Linked DNA regions of Rattus norvegicus: region 2 is linked to region 1. The links are chromatin contacts, called in public Hi-C maps. All regions are on one chromosome and are shown on one strand. Each heading gives the region's core, a stretch centred on a gene start, on an enhancer-like site or on the middle of the called end of the contact. The rest is flanking DNA. Distances are from core to core; before and after follow the strand shown. Region 1 overlaps Plk2 (polo-like kinase 2). Region 2 has its middle 120 kb from the start of Plk2.

The links. A called contact is a pair of places that touch in the nucleus more often than the background predicts.
Region 2: a contact with region 1 is called in a Hi-C map of frontal cortex, with 1.8 times the contacts expected there. The contact joins two enhancer-like sites. A contact is called at or near these places in 2 of 12 Hi-C or Micro-C datasets (frontal cortex and mammary epithelial cells).

The regions. Positions count from the first base shown.
Region 1 is chr2:43,704,422-43,708,696 of GRCr8, forward strand. Plk2 (polo-like kinase 2) reads left to right here. Exons shown (of 14, transcript NM_031821.2): 5 at 1-54; 6 at 501-596; 7 at 708-906; 8 at 996-1,143; 9 at 1,443-1,540; 10 at 1,785-1,914; 11 at 2,149-2,389; 12 at 2,503-2,632; 13 at 2,845-2,955; 14 at 3,089-3,884. The coding sequence ends at 3,280. Among named protein-coding and RNA genes, the nearest start is that of Plk2, 4.0 kb to the left of the region's middle. Within about 2 kb of position 2,395, at least 4 of the 93 cell types and tissues checked have an H3K27ac peak or open chromatin away from gene starts, as enhancers often do.
Region 2 is chr2:43,822,474-43,826,748 of GRCr8, forward strand. No RefSeq gene overlaps it. Among named protein-coding and RNA genes, the nearest start is that of Plk2, 120 kb to the left of the region's middle. Within about 2 kb of position 1,873, at least 11 of the 93 cell types and tissues checked have an H3K27ac peak or open chromatin away from gene starts, as enhancers often do.

The DNA.
Region 1 (4,275 bases), core at 1,145-3,644:
GGTTGGAGACTTCGGCTTGGCTGCCAGACTGGAACCTTTGGAACACAGAAGGAGGTGAGAGTCATGTCCTGCCTGGGTTTTGTGGAGACCAAATACACCCCTATTATTAGTTCACAGAAAGTAAGTTCACACCACAGTCTGCACACCACAGCAGTGTTATTGAAAAGGAGCCAATGTCCACTCTGTGTTAGGTAACTTACACCTCTGAATTGATTATTAAGGCAATCAATAAAATAAATGCTTAAGTTTGTCTGATACACACACACACACACACACTATCTGGTCTCATTTGGTTAAAAACACTCTGTCATATGGGCTGAGAAAATTGTACACAGAACCAAAAGAAGCTTGGGGTCAAATAAAAGCACTAAAAAGAAATAGTTAAGTAGAAATTGAGCAAAGAATTTCAAGTTTCATTTCCCACTGAGTCATCCCCGGTGGAACAAGTTTAATTAAAGTCATAGTTCCTAACGAGATTGTGCTATATTCTGTCTTCTCAGAACAATATGTGGAACCCCAAATTATCTCTCCCCTGAAGTCCTCAACAAACAAGGACATGGCTGTGAATCAGACATCTGGGCCTTAGGCTGTGTAATGTAAGTAAATGCACCAGAATGCCTAAAAGAAAATAGCAAATCTGACTCAGTGGTGATTGCTCAAAGAGTTCCTTCTTGACCATTTCTGAAGACATGTTTCTGTGTATCCAGGTATACAATGCTGCTAGGAAGACCTCCATTCGAAACAACAAATCTGAAAGAAACGTACAGGTGCATAAGAGAAGCAAGATATACAATGCCGTCTTCATTACTGGCCCCCGCCAAGCACTTGATAGCCAGCATGCTGTCCAAAAACCCAGAGGACCGCCCCAGTTTGGATGACATCATTCGGCATGACTTCTTTCTGCAGGTCAGCACACTCTTTGGCCTTTCTTTAAAATTGCGTGCCATTGCCCTGGTTGCTGGAGAGGTTTCTGACTGTCTCTTCTGGTTCCACAGGGCTTCACTCCAGACAGACTCTCTTCTAGCTGTTGCCACACAGTTCCAGACTTCCACTTGTCAAGCCCAGCTAAGAATTTCTTTAAGAAAGCTGCTGCCGCTCTTTTTGGTGGCAAAAAGGACAAAGCAAGATATAATGACACACACAGTAAGTTTCCAGACCCCCTCCTCCTTTTCCATACCCTAGATCACCCTTAAGTCTGATGTGACTGAGTGGAGACTTTACCTTTAGGGTAATTTCTCCATCATATTTGTGTACTGCTGACCTCCGAGACACTAATAGCCAAGTAACTATACAACAGAATTAATTGATAGCTTTCGTTTATGTAAACACTGACGTGTGCTGCCTGCATAGGTGCAGCTGAGGCCACTGGTGACATAGCCCTAACTCTGTTCCACCCTTGTTGAGATAAATTAACATGCCCGATTCTTTCCCTTGACTTACAGATAAAGTGTCTAAGGAAGATGAAGACATCTACAAGCTTCGGCATGATTTGAAGAAAACATCGATAACCCAGCAACCCAGCAAACACAGAACAGATGAGGTATGTTGGGGAGGCTCAGAATGAAACGGTCATTTCCAGTCTTGGACAGCCAGCATTTTGGTGTTTATTAGGGCTGAGGCAATGCTTCTAAGTCAGGATACCGCAGCTGACTTCTCTGGCTTATATCCATTGCTCTTTGATAAGCTTTCCCAGTAATTATTATAATTTTAGGTGAACCTGAAATTTCAAATATAGATAGACCTAGCCCCTTGACTCACTGTATGGCTCTTCTCTTCCCTTCAAGGAGCTCCAGCCTCCTCCAACTACCTTTGCCAAATCTGGGACATCCGCAGTGGAAAACAAACAGCAGATTGGAGATGCAATCCGGATGATAGTTAGAGGGACGCTGGGCAGCTGCAGCAGCAGCAGTGAATGTAAGTGCTCAGAACCATACTTTAAATAAACCATAAACTAGGGCTGAGTAACCCGAGTCAATTCCGTAATCTAATTTAACATAGAAATAAAATTATAGAATTAGAGGAAAGACATTGAGTAACCATGATTTCTATTTCTCTGCCATTCAAATTAGTGGAGGGAAACAGCATTTCCTGATCCTGGGGTATAATGTTATAAACAATGTTGTCATTTCCGTTTCTGTGACTTTGTAGGCCTTGAGGATAGCACCATGGGAAGTGTTGCAGACACAGTGGCAAGAGTCCTTCGAGGGTGTCTAGAAAACATGCCTGAAGCTGACTGTATTCCCAAAGAGCAGTTGAGCACGTCCTTTCAGTGGGTCACCAAATGGGTCGACTACTCCAACAAATACGGCTTTGGATACCAGCTCTCAGACCACACTGTTGGAGTCCTTTTCAACAACGGCGCTCACATGAGCCTCCTTCCAGACAAAAAGTAAGTGTGTCCGATTAGCCCAGCCTACCAGTTCTCTGCTGTTGTGCGAAGGAAATCTGGAAACAGTGATGAATTGCTTCTAATCTTTCTTTTCTCTCCCTCCCGATTTCTAGGACAGTTCACTATTATGCGGAACTTGGCCAATGCTCTGTTTTCCCAGCAACAGATGCCCCCGAACAATTTATTAGTCAAGTGACGGTGCTGAAATACTTTTCCCACTACATGGAGGAGAACCTCATGGATGTAAGTACCATGACTCAGTAGAGAGGTGGGAAGCAGTCTAGAACTAGTAGCATCTGCATCCCTTCGGAGTTGATTTTATTTAGATTCTCATGCCTTACCTTAGATTGCAGTGCAGAGTCAGAAACTCTTTGAGGCAAGGTCAGGAATCTTGAGGCTTGAGGCCGTTCTGAGGCTTAAGTTTGAGGCATTAACCCTCTCCTGACTTCTTCCAGGGTGGCGATCTCCCTAGTGTTACTGACATTCGAAGACCTCGGCTCTACCTCCTTCAGTGGTTAAAGTCTGATAAAGCCTTAATGATGCTCTTCAATGACGGCACATTTCAGGTAACCAAGCCTTCTGTGGACCTACATGTCTAGGTCCCGAAATCTTTTTCTACCTAGCCACTTTACTTTCTTGGCAGAACCTTTATTACTTCTTATTTAGCAAGCTCTAATGTCTATGTCTATGTTTTTAAAGGTGAATTTCTACCACGATCATACAAAGATAATTATCTGTAACCAAAATGAAGAATACCTTCTCACATACATCAACGAAGACAGGATATCTACAACTTTCAGACTGACGACCCTGTTGATGTCTGGCTGTTCGCTAGAATTGAAACATCGAATGGAATACGCCCTGAACATGCTCTTGCAGAGATGTAACTGAAAAACCTCTTTTAGAGCGGACCTCGTGGGGGCTCTTTTCCACTGTGAGATCAACAGGGAAGCCAGTGGAGGGATAACGGAGCATGCTAGAGAAATCGGACAGGTGCTGGTACGAATACGAGTCGTCTGTGGCCTGCTGGACTGCTGGAACCAGACCAGCCTAAGGTGGACAGTTGACTTTGGGCAATCTTAAGTGTGGAGCCAAGTACAGTTTTCCTTGAGATACCTGTCTTTACAAAGTTTATCGGACAATTTTGCAGACAGACGCATTGACTCTGAAGTTCTCTCTGTGGAGAGTGTTTTCAGTTGGAAGACTTGGAACTGTGAATAAACTTCCTGAAGGGGAGGGAGAAGGGAGGAAGCTCCCTCGCTGTTGAAAGGCTACAATCAGAGCAGCTTTTGTTTGGCTGCTTAACTGTGAACTATGGCCATACATATTTTTTTTTTTTGGTTATTTTTGAATACACTTGTGGCTGGAAAAGTGCATTCCTTGTTAATAAACTTTTTATTTATTACAGCCCCAAGAGCAGTATTTATTATCAAGATGTCTTTTTTTTTATGTTGACCATTTTGAACTCTTGGCAATAAAGAGTATGAAATAGAAACAGTGGTCTCCTGTCCTTACTCCTGCATAGCACCGCACCATCGAAGCTTGGCACGTCAGCATGATATCGAACACATGAACTAGAAACTTTACTTTTCCTAGTGACACTTCTAGGAAATCGGTCTTGAATGCCATAGTTATAATTATGGACCTTTCGAGTGGCTCTAACTTGAGAAGAGTATAAAACTGTGTCACTTTTTACAACCCCTCCACCTAAATAATTGCACCCTTGCTGAATTCCAAACCACTTTGTTTCAAAAACAGCTCTTCAAGAGTCATTTAACTTTGAGGCAAAAATCAGAATAGTCTTGTGCAAACAGACCTCCCTAAAGGAGCAGGTTCAGGAGGTTTCCCTTAATGTGGGCAAAACTGTGTGTTCTGGTGCACGCATC
Region 2 (4,275 bases), core at 623-3,122, 120 kb after region 1:
GTTCCTGCACAAGACTTCCATAAGATGGAGAGTTAACAATTTCAACATGGAAAGGAGATGGGCTCCAGACACCCACTCATAGCTGAGGAACTAATGGCAGCTGAGGGGAACTGAGGGAAGTAGTGTCACTTTTCTCTGAGGGACAGTAGGAATTGGTAGGTTTCCTATGCCCCATTGGATGACTGCCCCTCCCTACACATACACATGCACATATGGGAAGCATTTAATGGGCTGTAAAAAAAAGGGATATAAGGTTCAGAAGGAGAGAGAATGCATGGTGAAGGGTATGGTATAATGGGAGGTGGATATGACCAAGATACATAGTATATATGTATGAAACTTAAAATATAACTTGGGTGGAAGAATTTTTTGAGTAAATTTTTTTCTTTCAAATTAAATATATGAACTCTACCACTGAGCTGTAAATGTTTCTTTATTGTGGAACTCACTTTAGTTTTTCAGGTAGGGTGCTTTTCTCAGGCTAATTGCATAACCAACCCTCACCCCATTATGTTAGTATTACTTTTATCAGAAAAGGGGTGATTTTGCTGTTACCTTTATTTCCTTTTATATTGAAATAGACTAAGGAAAAAATGCAAAGCTGAGACAACTTGTATCCTGTAGGACAAATGAGCTACAGTGTGAAAACTTAAGGAGTTATTGCTGTCCTTAATCTTGGGGTTCAATGAAGTTGAGATTTGAAAAGTTTCCTCAGAGGCTGAGGTGCTAAAGTCCAGACCACCCTCCTCTGACAGATGGAGATACAAAGTCCTTCAACGAGCAGCTGAAGGAAACAGATGCAGAGATCCACAGCCAAACATCAGAAGGAACTCGGGAGTCTGATGGAAGGGCAGGGGAAGTTTGGAGGGACCAAGAGGGGGCAACGATACCAAAAGACCTACACAGTCAACCCACCTGGGCCCTGGGGGCAGGGTCTCACAGAAACTGAACCACCAACCAAAGAGCATGCTTGGGCTGGATCTAGGTTTCCCTGCACATCTGTAGCAAGCAGATGTGCAGCGGGGTCTTTCCTTAACTGCCGCCTGCCATTGGATCCAGTTCCAATATTTGGACTGCCTAGTTGGGCTTCAGTGGGAGAGGGTGCATCTAGACCTGCTGAGGAGAATGAAAGTGGGTAATCGGCTTCAACATGGAAAGGAGATGGGCTCCAGACACCCACTTATAGCTGGAGTAAAGGTAAGAGTGGGAGGAGGGGAGGGAAGGGGCTTTGACCAGGATGTAGAATGAATGAATGAATGTAAAAGAAAATGTATGGAGCCCTTGGACCCTTGTGACTCTTGGAAACCAACACCTTCCTGTTTTTTGTTTGTTTTCTTGTTACTCAACTGCCACACAGTGAACAGATCTTCACTAACAAAGGTTACAGTAAACATATATTGTTGTATCCAAGAACCCAGCAATCATCAATTGGAACCTCTGAATTCAGAAGCCAAAATAAACCTCTTTTCTTAGAGCTACTTGTGTAGGGTCTTTTGTCCCAGGGACAGAACGCTGAATCACTCTTAAGCTGCATTTCTCACAAAATCGGTCTACTCAGCAGCACCAGTTGTTGGGCATGAGAAGGTACTGCTTGAGTCGTGCGTCAAGTACTTCCGGTGCTTCTGTCCATCGTATGTAACAGATGACCTTTAGGATAACTATTTTTAAAGCAGATCATCATGGTTTTAAGAGAATGACACGCTTTGCCTGATTATAATTTGCCTGCACTTTGCTGCTGTTGTGGTGAGCTTCACATGTCCTGTACTGCCAGCTCCGGCACGCTGAGCTTCAGATGCCAAGCCCCTGTTTGAGCCCGTGCAGATGGAGCAGACATGTGGACTGACATGAGAAATCCATGGAAATGTGATTTGCAATTCAAACTCTGTCCTGGACAGGCGCTCAAGTTTAGTTAGCTTCAAACGAGCGGAATGAGTGGATTAGGGGATGAACTCGGTTATGTAAGCGTTGCTAAAAATATGGATGGAGGGGGTTGAGAGTTGTTTCTCAGGGGCATATGACTCAATGGCTTAATTGTCAAGGAAATAAAATGAATTTAAGTTAATTTTGCCCAAATCTGACAAGACTGTTTAAAAGCTTCTACAAAGTAACCTTTAAATTGTACACATTTCAGGAACGATCTTATTCGATGTACTGGAGAGGGTAGAGGCTGAGGTTCTTTGGGCGTAAAGCAGTTCTCCACTGACTGAAGAGTCCTGGTAGCTTCCGAAACAATGCAACAATGTTTCAGAAAGTTACAAACATATTTTCACCCTCACGATATTTGCCCTCATTTGAGGCAGGAAATGCTGCAGTGTGGCCCTGAGACAAGGGCCTCTATGTAAGGGAAATAGCCCAGTAAGAGAGAGGGCACCTGTCTTGCTTCTGAACGTTAGTTAATTGCTATTTTAAATTATATTAAATACATATGCATTTGAATGTATAATAGCTTATCTCTAAGTGTAAACTTTCTTGTTGGCATAGAGGATCACAATTTCCAAATGCGAAAACAGAGAGAAATAACTTCTTGGTAGATGTCACGATAGGCTCTGAACCCAGGTAGTTTTTTTGGAATATAAAGTATTCCCTTTCCACTTTCCACTCTAAGTTTCTTCATGCTTTGTGTGTGTCTGTGTGAGTGCGTGTGTGTGTACGTGCGTGTGTGTGTGTGTGTGTGTGTGTGTGTGTGTGTAGTGTAGTGTATACACACTCTATATAAATGCTATATATAACAAATTAACACACTGTAATACACACATACAATATGTGTTCAATATGGACTATGTAAGAAGACATGACATGGTAAAGCATATATCATATGCCATAGTATGTCCTCCAGAGTATTGAAATTATAAAGTCTTTTACCTACATATGTCATTGGTGCCTTAGCATTTTCTAGGTCTGAACGAAACCCACAGAACTTCTGAGTAAGACAAGCAGAACTGACAATGTTTAAAGAGAAACTCAATGTTTAAAGTCTAACCTCAGGAGGGAATCAATGAATCAGACAAGTGAGAAATCAGAAGGGCTTCTCTTTGGCCTGGCTCATCACTTCTCCATGAGATCCCAATTAGGAGAAAATAGCTAAGTGGGAGGGAGTTGTATGGTTAGAAAGAAGCCAAGCAACAGCATAGACTTGTAAGTTGATATGAACTCTGAATGGCCATGTGTTTGTATACTCCACTAGGCTTTGGGAGCTCCGTTGTCCCTCTTACATTCCTGTTATGTGTGATTGGTTACTTTGTTCAAGGATGTGCTTTGCATTGAACACTAATGCTCCATAGCATTATTATAGTACTTCATCTGTCCTGTTGCAGGACAATCCTGTATGGATAAAACGAATTCGTTAGAAAGACAGTACTGAAGATTAGGAGGGAAACTGGATTGCTGTTGTTTTGCTTTGTGTTTTAATTTAGTATCACAGGCACATAGTCAAATCCCCATGGCATATTTGTGATGACTAATTATTTCAACAGCAACCTCCCTTCAGAACATACAATGTTGCAAGTAGAAGTTGCTGGCTGCTATAAAAGTCAGTTCAAAAGAAGATATATTGTTTTCTTTTTAAAACAAAAACCAAAAACTTGTCCTTAAACATAATGATACCATTAGCAGGATATCCAGCCACGTGTTTAAAAGAGATAAGGCGTGCAAGGGAATTATCAATTAAGGTCACCTTGAATCCAGAAATCGTGGGTCAGAAATCTTGCTAAACTGACATTGCAGGCGGCTCCAGCGCCTTTCACCTCATCTCAGCTCAAGGAACTTCCCAGTTTTCCAGGTTGTGTTTCTCTCTTCACTTTTGTTAACATAGCTGTGTCTTCAGCTTTTGGAATGTTTCAATTTGGAACCAAAGAGCTATGTGTGCCTGGTGGCTGGGGACAGCTAGCCTATGAGAAGTAGGGTTTTCCTCTTTGTCCCTTTGCAGAGGTAAAATAATCCCAGGCAGATGCAGGGTGAGCTGAGCACGGCTGAGCTGCTGATCTGAAGCCTGAAGAGCAGCTTCTTCACTTGCTCATCCCATACTCTTTGCAAACTGGAATGCAAAGAAAGCAGACCTGTTGTTAAACAGCATTCCCGACCTGACCCATACCTGGTTAGAGAAAGGACTCTGAGCAAATATCCTATTGGAATTTTGTTCTGATGCAGTACTATCAAGCTATAAACAATGAAACTGAATAAAGACACCTTTTCTGAGTCAAAGAAAATAGAGGGATGAGAAAAAAATAAAAGAGAGACAGAATAAAAGGAAAGGAATACAGGGGCTGGAGAAATGGT